Regions from separate parts of the Neogale vison genome. Here region 2 is linked to region 1. A link is a contact called in public Hi-C data. All regions are on one chromosome and are shown on one strand. Each heading gives the region's core, a stretch centred on a gene start, on an enhancer-like site or on the middle of the called end of the contact. The rest is flanking DNA. Distances are from core to core; before and after follow the strand shown. Region 1 has its middle 24 kb from the start of DKK3. Region 2 overlaps MICAL2 (F-actin-monooxygenase MICAL2).

The links. A called contact is a pair of places that touch in the nucleus more often than the background predicts.
Region 2: a contact with region 1 is called in a Hi-C map of fibroblasts, with 10 times the contacts expected there. The contact joins two enhancer-like sites. A contact is called at or near these places in 2 of 3 Hi-C or Micro-C datasets (fibroblasts and muscle).

Annotation. Positions count from the first base shown.
Region 1 is chr7:160,032,442-160,038,029 of ASM_NN_V1, forward strand. No RefSeq gene overlaps it. Among named protein-coding and RNA genes, the nearest start is that of DKK3, 24 kb to the left of the region's middle. Within about 2 kb of position 3,215, the one cell type or tissue checked has open chromatin away from gene starts, as enhancers often do. A contact at or near this core is called in fibroblasts, where this site is marked.
Region 2 is chr7:160,241,114-160,246,701 of ASM_NN_V1, forward strand. MICAL2 (F-actin-monooxygenase MICAL2) reads left to right here. Exons shown (of 31, transcript XM_044258847.1): 23 at 2,270-2,344. Among named protein-coding and RNA genes, the nearest start is that of PARVA, 68 kb to the right of the region's middle. Within about 2 kb of position 2,313, the one cell type or tissue checked has open chromatin away from gene starts, as enhancers often do. A contact at or near this core is called in fibroblasts, where this site is marked.

The DNA.
Region 1 (5,588 bases), core at 1,965-4,464:
TTACAAGTTTATGCAGATAAACTTCCCGGTGGCTGATGGAACCAGGAGGGGGAGACCCCTTAAGCCAGCTGCCTGTGGCAAGAAGCAGCCTCATTCATTATAAAATTATTTTTTTAAGACTTTATGTATGTATTAGAGGGAAAGAGAGAAAACATGGGCAGGGAGAAGGGCAGAGGGGAGAGGGAGAAACAGACTTCCCGCTGAGCAGGAAGCCCAACGTGGGCTCGATCCTAGGACTCTGAGATCACCACCTGAGCCAAAGGCAGATACTCAGCTAACTGAGCCAGCCAGGTGTCCCCCATTGTAAAATTATTACTATTTTCTATACAGCTTTACCCCGCTTTTTTTTTTTTTTTTTTTTTTTTATTTGAGAGAGAGAGACAGTGAGAGAGAGCATGAGCGAGGAGAAGGTCAGAGAGCGAAGCAGACTCCCCATGGAGCTGGGAGCCTGATGTGGGACTCGATCCCGGGACTCCAGGATCACGCCCTGAGCCGGAGGCAGTCGTTCAACCAACTGCGCCACCCAGGCGTCCCTACCCCGCTTTTCAAACATTCGAGTTACGCCACTAGGCTTCCTTGGGAGCCTTGCACTCGTGTTTGTTTTTGCCCACTGAAAGAAAGCCAAAGAGGATTTTGGCTTTCATGGAGAAAGGCAAGAAGCAAACATTGTGTTGAGCATTTGCCTCGCAGTGAGCCCTGGTAGAGTGTGTACCCCAAGCAGAGAGAGCAGCCCTGCCAGACTCTTTCCCCGGAAACGACGCTCAGCATCCCAGCATCAAGCCGCCGTAGCTTTTTTTTTTTTTTAATATTTTGAGAAGCTGTGAGATATCAGCAGCTTTTTTTTTCCATTTTATTTTATTTATTTATTTGACAGAGATCACAAGTAGGCAGAAATGCAGGCAGAGAGAGAGGAAGGGAAGCAGGTTCCCTGCCGAGCAGAGAGCCCGATGTGGGGCTCGATCCCAGGACCCTGGGATCATGACCTGAGATAAAGGCAGAGGCTTTAGCCCACTGAGCCACCCAGGCGCCCCAAGCCGCTGTAGCTTTGAACTGTGTGCATGAGCATCTGTGTTTTTTCTCGGTGTATTTTGTGTATCTGCTATCAAGATGTGCCCTAAGGTATAAGAGAGGTTGTGTCAGGGCCCGAGAGGTTATTTTGGGGGGCTTGAGTGTATAAATTAATGGCAATGCCTTTCTTGGTTTACACCATTTGGCTTGTGAAAGGTTTCATAGGAACACTCTGCTATTGGAGAGCAAACCTCTATTTACTCAGGATGAACATGGTTGGGCTGTACCTCGGGCTGTACCGTCCAGTAGGGACACTAGCCACTTGCCACGGGTGACCACTGAAATTAAAATGAGTTACAATAAAATAAAAAGCACAGTCCACACTAGCCACTTGCCAGGTACTCGGTGGCCACTCCAGCTAGCAGCTCCCACATCAGACAGCACCGGGATGAAGTTTTCCATCATTGCAGGAAGTTCTGTTGGATAGCATGAATCTAGAGCTTTCTCTCACCTCTCCTGCAGTGGGTGTGCTCTAGAATTTCAGAAAGCTCTTGACTCTAGCGCATGTCCTTCCGTCGCTGCGGCTGTTGTAAGGGAACAGAGAAATGAAACCAGACCCACCTAGAATCAACCCCTTACTTTGCCATTGACTAGTTTTGCGTCCTCAGAGAAGTCACTGGGGCTCACTCAGCCTGTTTTCTCATCTGTGAAATGGGGACTATATTCCCTTGCTCCCCTGGTTTCCAGGAGGATTACATGAGGTGGGCAGTGAGTCAGCAGACACAGAGCCTGGCATGCAGCTTTAGGGCTGGCCATCCCCGACTCTAGCTCTGTCTTCTTTCAGCTGCTCTCCCACACAAGCCCTTATCTCTGTTCTCTCCTGTGTTTGGACCTGTGTCGGTTTCCACAGTTTATTCAAAGGAAGCACAGGGCTTACTTCTAGAAAGAGATTGCAATCTAGGTGGGAGGGCAAGATAAGTGCGTGAAGCAACCTGAAAACCATTCTGAGGCAATACACAGGACTGCGTGTGTCGGGCCAGGAGGTTCACGGGACAGGCCTCATGGTGGGGGGCGGGGGTTGGCGAACAGATGTGGTCTGCAGAGTAGTGTAGGGTGGGATGTGCACAGCCAATGGCAGATGGGTGGCATGGGAGGATGGTGCTGGGCCAGAGGAACAGCATGAGAGAGGGCAACACAGAGGTGGCTGAGGGAGTGGCCCGGCCCGGGCTTACATGTGTGCCAGGGGCTGCCGAGCTGAGGCTTTTGTGGAGGGGGAGCCAGGAACGTTTGCCAAGAAAATCCCTCCGCTCTCAGAAGGTTGGCTGAGTGACTTGAGTTAGATGAAGCAGGTGGTTGCCAGGCAAGTGGGGCTCGGCACTGTGAAACAGGCAGGGCCTGGAGCAGGTCGAGCTGGCGGCACCGGTAGGAAGGTCTGGGGAGGGAGATTCTGAAGTCAAGGTGACTGTGGTGTGATGGGACACCAGAGACCTTTAACTGAGAGCTGTCCGCATACCCGGAGCTCAAATTGCTGGATCCTAACCTGTTCCCCAGAAAGGACACTCCGTTGGCTCGTACGAGTAGTCCAGGTGGCAGTGGGCAGTGGGTGGGCAGTGGGAGGGAGCAGGATGGAGGAAATGCATTCGCAGCACATTCAAATCGGAGCCCCAGCTCAGCTGAGAAAAAGAACAGGAGGAGGGCTGAGGCTGGAGGTAGCAGCGAGGAGAGGAGGGAGGTGACTCCGGCCGGGCTCTGAGACGCAGGGCTGGGAACACATTGACCAGGCGGGAGCGTCTTTCCATTGGAGCACGTGCCTGTATACCTACAAGCACAAGTGCAGGGGTGTAGCCCCCCAATTTACACGTGCATGCTAATCATACCCAGAATCATGCTAATCATACCCTTAAAGAAACACGCATGTGCTCATGTAGGCAAATGCACGTGGACGCACACAGGTAGGTTACACACTAACACACACGTGCACATACACAAGTTCTCTCCCCAGTCCGGCCTCTCCTAGGGCTGGAGCTGGCTGCCATGAACCCAATGCCAACTGGGTTCACGGCAGCCAAGCCAGGAAGAATCTGTCCTGCCTGGGCACCAAATCCATTGCTGATGGAGCCTTCTCCAGCCTTTGCTTGTAAACACTATTTATTTTGGAAAGCAACTTCTCTGTTTTCAAATAAAAAGTTGGGACATGTGGTATTGGATTTCCCTGATCTGACATTGACCTAGAAAAATGTGCTGGCAGGAACAGAAAATGCGCTGCCCCACTGTGCTGGCAGGCACGGGTGAGTTTCACTCTCCTTGGCTTTGACTGCGAAGGTTAAGGTGCAAGCAAGGGGGTAGTGCTGTCTCCTTGTGCAAGCAGTGTTCTCCCTGCAGGGCTGGGGGAGGCTAAGGCCCAGGTCTGGAGGCTTCCTGTCGGCCTGTGTGCTAATGGTGTTGAAGAGCAGGCCGGCAGGATAAATCGAAAGTGACTGTGAGGGTGCCTGGGTGGCTCAGTGGGTTAAAGCCTCTGCCTTCGGCTCAGGTAGTGGTCCCAGGGTCCTGGGATCGAGCCCCGCATTGGGCTCTCTGCTTGGCAGGGAGCCTGCTTCCTCCTCTCTCTCTGCTGCCTCTCTGCCTGCTTGTGATCTCTGTCTGTCAAATAAATAATAAAATCTTAAGAAAAAAAAAAGTTAAAAAAAAAAAAGTGACTGTGGAGGAGCAGCCGATCACGGGGGCCAGTGACAGGGGCCAGCAGGCAGAGTGAACAGCTCTGGCCCATGCAAAACAGGTGTGGGGCCCAGTAGGGGGATCCGCAGAGGCATCATCAGGGGACCGGGCAATGAACTTCAGCTCTGGATGAGGTATGAAACAGGCTCCTGTTCCTTGAAGGAGAGCAGGCTTCCAGAAGACAGAGCAGCCATGACTGGTGAAGTTCAGGGTCTGCTACAGGCCTGCTGAGAGCCTGGGCCCTAGTTTTATAGAGTACAAGGCAGGAGCCCTGCATCGTGGTGGGGACATGAGCACCCACAGCCCTTTTAGGGGCACGGGGTCCTGATCTGATTGGCATCAAAGGAGGCTGAAGAAGCAACATGCAATCCACCGCCCCACAGAACCCCTAAGAATCCCTCAGCCGAGTGGGTGACTTCATTCTCTGCCCGTTTTCCTCATGGCCTCTTGTAAGGATGAAATGAGATCATAAATGTAATGTGCCCAGCCAGGGCCGGTGACACAATAAAGCTCAGTAAATCTGAGATTACATCCTGGCTTCACCCCTTAACTCGCTGGGGAGACTAGGGCCACCTGACTGCCTGTGCCTTAATTTCCTCATCTGTAGAAGGCTACTGGGTAATAATAAAAATGTACTTCATGGAGCTGTTGGGGATCCGATAAGTTAATACACATAAGGCATTGTGAAAAGTGCCCGGCACTTCATATGCATGATTAGATGTTTATTTATAAATTAAATATTATTCTTAGTGATTTATTCATGCACGCATTCACTTACTCATTCAGCACGTATTTATAGAGGGCCCGGTACATGTCAGATACTGTTGTGGCCCTGGGAATACAGTGGTGAGAAGAGACGAACTCTGTAGGTGGAATGATGTCTGTCCCACCCCCTGGACATCCATGTTCTAATCCTGGACCAGGTGCATGGGCTGTGCTACACGTCAGGGGGAGGGGGAGGGTTTAAGGTTGCAAATCAGCTGTCCAGAAGATAGATTATCTTGGGGAACAGGGTGGGAGGGGGCAGGAGGCTCAACATAATCATGAGGGTCCTTCTAAGTACATGAGCAAGACAAGAGAGGCAGAGTCAGACATGTGAGGGCCAAGCAGAGGTCAGAGCGATGGGATTTCGGGCTTTGATGATGGAAGAGGGCCACCAGCCAAGGAGTGTGGGTGGCCTGTAGAAGCTGGAAAGGGGAAGGAGCTGGATTCTCCCCTGAAGTTTCCAGAAAAGAATGCGGCTCTGCCCCTGATTTTAGCCCAGAGAGCTCTCTGCCTTCCAGAACTGTAGGATAATAAATCTGTGTTGTTTTAAGCTGCTAAGTTTGTGGGAATTTGTTATAGCAGCCATAGGATGAGAACATAAATCCTTCCTCATGGAGCTTATATTCATCTAGGGGGAGCAGATAGTAAGGAAGTAAATAAGGAAATAAACATTGTGTGTGGGATGGGCATTTCCTCTTCTTTCTCTGGTGGTGAGCCAGCGGCTGAGCACAGATATAACTGCAGGGAGAAGGGGGCAGGACAGGGTGGAGGGAGCTTGTCAGGCTGTCGTTCCCCCAGCCATGGGCACCTCCACCCGTCATGCCCCTCTGTGTGGCTGAAGGGCAAGGGCTGCTCTGGGCCAGTGCTTCTAGGCTTTGGTGGGAGGCACAGCTGAGGCTTTGGGGTTCAGGACTCTGGGTGGGGAGGGTGCAGGAGAGGGGCAGGCAGGGTGCAGGAGAGGGTAGGGCTGCTGGCGGAAGTCTGGGGCGGTTAGCTGGCTCTCCGGGGGGCCTGCTGGTGAGGCGCTGAGAATGATGAAAATGTGGGATATGTCCGAGTCAATCGTGAGCAGAAGCTGGGCCAGGGGGTTGCCTCTGTGA
Region 2 (5,588 bases), core at 1,063-3,562, 210 kb after region 1:
TCAGTGGATCTTTGAAATCTCGTTTAAAAGGCAGATACGGGGGCGCCTGGGTGGCTCAGTGGGTTAAGCCTCTGCCTTCAGCTCAGGTCATGATCTCAGGGTCCTGGGATCGAGCCCCACATCGGGCTCTCTGCTTGGTGGAGAGCCTGCTTCCTCCTCTCTCTCTGCCTCCCTCTCTGCCTACTTGTGATCTCTGTCTGTCAAATAAATAAATAAAATCTTAAAAAAAAAAAGGGCAGATACATAGGTTCCTACCTACAGAAATTCCCATCTGGTGGGTCTAGCATCAAGTAGGTGCATTTTACAGAAGCGCCCTATCTGCTCCCATGCAGGGGGGGGCCACATCCTACACTTCGGGGATCACAGGAGAGCAGCTTCCAAGAGGGCCTGTCTGTGTCAGTTTGTTGTGATGTGCACACTGAAACTATTAAATGAATCAATCGCATGGGTTTGGGGAGTAAATCAGTTAGAGCTGGGGGGCGGACTGCCCCCATCTTATTCTGCTTTAGAAAAATTGGTATTTCTCCATTTTTTTTTCTGGCAATAATTTGACAACAGGGATGGTCCAATGACCTACAGGGCATACTGCTAGTTTGTAACAATAAAACAATATTATTATTATCATTAATACCATATGGCAAGATACTTACCTCTTACTCCTTTTGTAGTTGGTCATGCAGTAAGAGCTCCAAAAGTGCTCCCTAAAAATAAATATAAATAAAATATAAGATGAAAAAGGGAACCGGGCTTGCTTTATGCTGCTCAAAACGACTGGATCGAATCATTGCTACCCACCCTGTTGTTCCTATTGTGGTTAAAAATGTGCACATGTGTGTCCTATAAACACCAGCAATGGAAAATCGCTTGTGAATTTTAGCCAATTTTAATAAGTTCCATTCCACAAAGTGAAAAGGCTGAGGAGAAGCAATAAAATAGGAGCCTGAAGCTGCCTTCTACATTTTTCAGGAAATTTCCCCACCAGCAGACGGAGGGGCTGTAGTAATGGTCGGCAGGAGGTAGCTTTCCCAGAGGCCCGCCTGCCCCTGCTGCACACTGTCCAGCCAGGCTGACCCCGCCCTGTGCCTGCAGAAGGGAGGAACAGGCCCAAACTGGAGGGTGGGGGGAGAGGAGGCTGGGCCCTGGAACCCCCCTCCCAGAGCTCCCCCTCAAACCCGTGGCTTCAATATGACAGGAGGCCTGTGGGACAAAGAACCCACCAGACAGAACAGGCTCATGTGGTCTCCACAGTAAGGAAAAGAGGGGAGTCAGGGGCCGAAGCAGCTGGCATATCTTGTCCCAAGGAAGAGAAGCCCCCAGAAGGGATTGGATTGCCATCTGCACCCCCACAGTATGGCTGATGAGAGCTGACGCCCAGTTCTGAGCACTGGCAGGGTGTGGGACCCAGGATTTCTTACCAAGAGAGGGCTGGGCCTTGGCTTCAAACCTCCCCGACCCCGTTTTCCCACACCCACATCACTCCTGGGGCGTTCTTTCCTTCCTCGCCCCGTTGTCCCACCTGTGCATGCGGGTCCCCATTCTTTCTCTGAAGGAGAGGTTCTCTGAAGGAACTGCCACAGGGACCCGGAGCCTGAGACCAAATCTGAGGGCCCAGAGTGGGAATGGGGTACATGTGCATCTCTCCCACCCTGAATGGCCAAGGCCATGTTCTTCTGCATATGGTATTCATCTCACTCAGCTAATTCTCAAGACCCACCTGAGTGGAGGCTCTTCAGTACACAGTCCATGGAATCCTGGTTCCTGAAGGGTTTGGGAGGCTTTGTAGGGGAGGGGGAGAGGACGTAGAACTTCCTGGAGCTTCCAGGCTTCATTGAGAGCAACTCCGGTTTGTCTGCTCCATATATGGGATGTTGATGTGAGACCAGCTTTGAAGAACTGCTTTGCTGAAAACGAGCATACAGGTGTGCACAAAAGCACGCGTATATATGGGCATGTGTGAATACATGTGTGCACATACACAGGGACACATGTATGTTAATTATGGGTGAGTTAGAATGATGGCTCATAATTTGAGGCATTTTCTGAATGATCGCCGTACCTGTCCCAAAGCAGGGTCTCAATATGAGACCAAATAAAAAGGTGGGAGGTGTGTCATAGGAATGGGAAGATGCAGTCTGGAAAAGGAAGGGGTTCAGTCAATTATGACTATTAGTCTATAAAATGTGCCACAGGAGAAAACCCCATAGTTTTCCTTTAAGTTTAACTTCCTCCCTCTCTGTCTTCTCTCCCCCTTTCTTTTTTTGTACCACAGCTCTGCAACGGGCCAGTAGCTTCCAGTCTCCAAGTCCCAGCAAATACCAGAGCTGGAGAAGAAAATTCCAGTCGAGTGAGTCATGAGCTCTCTGGGAGTGGGCCGGGAGGGGCATGGGCAGTGTCTTCTGCTCAATTCTCAGGGGCAGCTGTTCTCATTCCATGCGTGTCCTCTCTGACCTGGCCTCTGGGATGTTAGGGGCAAGGAAAGAAATAGAAGGTTGACTGTTTCCACTGCTGACTCGAGGAAGCATTTTCCAAGGATTTAGGACCTTTCTTCCTCCTTCAGCTCCCCAGTCTGGAATCATGGAGCCTTAGAGCGCTACTGTTGCACCTGGAAGGGTATTAGTAATGATTGGCTGCAAGCTTTTTGAAACACAGATGAGGAAACCGAGACCCAGAGCTTCTATGTTTTTCATTCTGTGCACTCGAGTTGGATTGACAGATCAGCTGAAGGCAGTCATGGGCATAGCAGTGAAAGAAGCCGCACCTACATCCATGCACACACCCATCCATACAGACACACCTGCTTCTTTCTCTGAGCAGGCTTTGATCCCAGCATCCCTGCGAAGAACAGGGTTGGGTGAGGACCAGTGACTACAACGGACACCAAGGCATCTGGATATACCACTAGGGGGCGCAGCATCCCCACTCATGGGGGCACCGCATTGTGGGGCTGGCTGCAGTTTCTGTGGGGCCTCCCTTACAGGGCAGGCATCCCCTCCCGGGCCCTCTAATCCATCTCCAAGTCCCCCTTCCACCTTCCCCTGCCCCCACACTCTCTCTCTGGGCTTTGCTCTGGGAGAGGTGGACCCAGGAAAGCCTTGGGTTAGACAAAAGTTTCTAAAAAGAGCCATTGTTGAAGTTGGAACAGAGCACTAGTTAGTTGGCTCCTTCCTTCTGAGTCAATGTGGACTCCTGGCCCATGAGTCATTCATTCTCCTAGCAACCCTCAGATTCGAGGCCTCCCCTCCCTTGGGTGAGGCTGGAATAATGGGTGCCTCTGGAGCTGGACAACAGTGGCACACCAGCAAGCCACCCCACCCGGGGCACCCTGAAATGACTCTGGAATCATCCTGCAGTCCCAGGCACTGAGGGTGACAAGAAAAGGGGGAATTTAATGTTTACTGAAGGCCCAGGTCACTCCATTTCCCCTTTCTGGGGAAAGATTACAGGAAATCTGCTTCTGTGGGGTGGGGTGGTCCATTTGGGTACGGATTTCACCCCGTGCTAACAGCTGACTTCACTGAGTGCCGCTAGTACAAGGGGCTCTACTTTGCCCTTGAGAAGTTCCTTGGGGTACGAGCAGTGAGTCTGGTGGGGGTCCCTGCTAGCAGGTTAGGGGATGCTGGAGGAGGCACGGGAGAGAGAGGACAGCTAACCAGCAGCCTGGTTTCTGGGATGCCCTTGAGGGCATCGGCGTGTCTCTAGTTATCCCAGATGTTGGTTCTCAAGTGTATGTAAAAGCTGGTTTGAGGGCAGGCCTTCAGTTGGGGTCGTTTCTATGGGCCTGTCCCAGAGGAGGTGTCCAGTCGTTGCTTGCTAAATGAATGAGTATAAATGAGTGAACAAACACAGGAACCAAGGAATGAGGTGGCTGGACCTGGTGCAGAAACAAACGGAGCCCATGGGCTCTGCCTGTGCAGGAAGCTGCCCCTAGAGGGCGCTCTGAGACCTTGGAAGACTGGAGCATTGCCTAAACTCCAAATTCTGGGAAGCTTCACCCTGGAATCCCGATCTTTGTAAGAATCCTCACAGCGTCGTTTTGTCATCTTCACTTTGCCCAAGAGGAAACCCCAGGGGTCAACACTGGTCCTACTGTAGTAAGGAGCAGAACCAGGGGCGCCGTCTCCTGGGTCCATTCACTAACCCGTCAAGGCTAGTTCTGGCCCCAGCACTGGTGGGAGGACAGAGGGAGCTGTGTCAGTGCCCTTCTCACCCTCCCTATGCTGACTGTAGTCTCAGTGACCTCTAGAGCCAAGGGAGAGGTCACTGCCAGAGGGCCCAGAGAAGAGGCAACTGAGCCAAAGGAGGCTTGAGGGCCATAACCCAGGCCTGCTCTGCTCATCAAGCCCTGGCGTGATGGGACCAGCAAGGCTGGCAGCACCCGGGACTGAGACAGCCTGGCTGGACCGTGCCAAGCGTCCACGGGAAACAAGAAGGAACCTGCAGGGAAGGATCTGAGTTGGTGAATGAGGAATCCCTGAGCCTACAAGTTAGAGAAATCCCTGCCAGGGTAGGGGTGTGCAGCCCCCTCTGGAACAGGTCAGTTCAATGGTGTCATTACTGGCCACAACTTGTGTGTGTGGGAGGAAGAGAGGGATTAGAGTTCATATTTAGCTAGCGTGCTGCGTTGACTTTGCGTTCTACCCCAGGCGCCACTTTTTATCCATTTTGGCCTCCCTGTGAAGCAATGCTGGCCGTTTTATTCTTCACGTGAGGAAAATGTCAGGCAGCTGGTGTGGGTGTGAAGCAGGGTGGGGTTCCAGGTCCCCTTTGCATCCTCTGAGGGAACCCAAAGACATCAGCCACCTCAGGCAGGTGAGATCTCCCATCGCCTCTCAGCGTAGCTCTGGCCTTTCCCTCCCAGGTGGCAGTTTGACGGGTAGGTGTCCCCTCGAGCTCTGTCCCAGTTCTCCTGAAGTCAGTGCATGAGGAACGAATGTGCAGAGAGGACCTCCCCCGTGATGGGAGTGGGGGGCAGGGATTAATAAAAGGAGAGAGGGAGCAGCCCTGGGTCGTGACCTCATGAACCCCAAGGCTTTCCTGTCAGGTTTGGTTTCCAAGGTGTCCCTGGCTCTGTGTCAGAGGTTCCAGAGATTTCTTAGGGGGAACAAAGAAGCAGTCTGTTGAGCCAAGGGGACTCTGAGACAAGCTGAGGAGTTTGATTCAGGAGGTAGCTGAGGGAAGGGAATGAGGGGGCAAGGAAGAGGAGGAGGAGGAATTCGGCAGGAATTTGGCAAGCTGAAGACAGGAAGCAAGGCAACAACTGACTCACAGCGTTTGCCTTTTTAGGCTCGAACCATCTAATTGTGGGCTGCAATGGGGGTTTGGGTGACAGGCCAGCCAGCCTCCCCTGCATCGGCTCCTGGCAGCGTAGGACCTTCTCCCAGCAGCTCCTTCCTGCCACCCTCGGATCTCTTCCCCTGGGTTATCTTTTCCTCAGAAGCATTCTGGAGGGCTTCACTTTGGAAGCCTGTGGAACATATGTGTGTGGTGGCTGTCTTTCCAGAGCCCAGGACTGGGATACGTGTTCTGACACACTTGTCAGCATGTATAAGGAAAGCAGGACAGAATCCTGAAGAACCCAGATGGGTCTG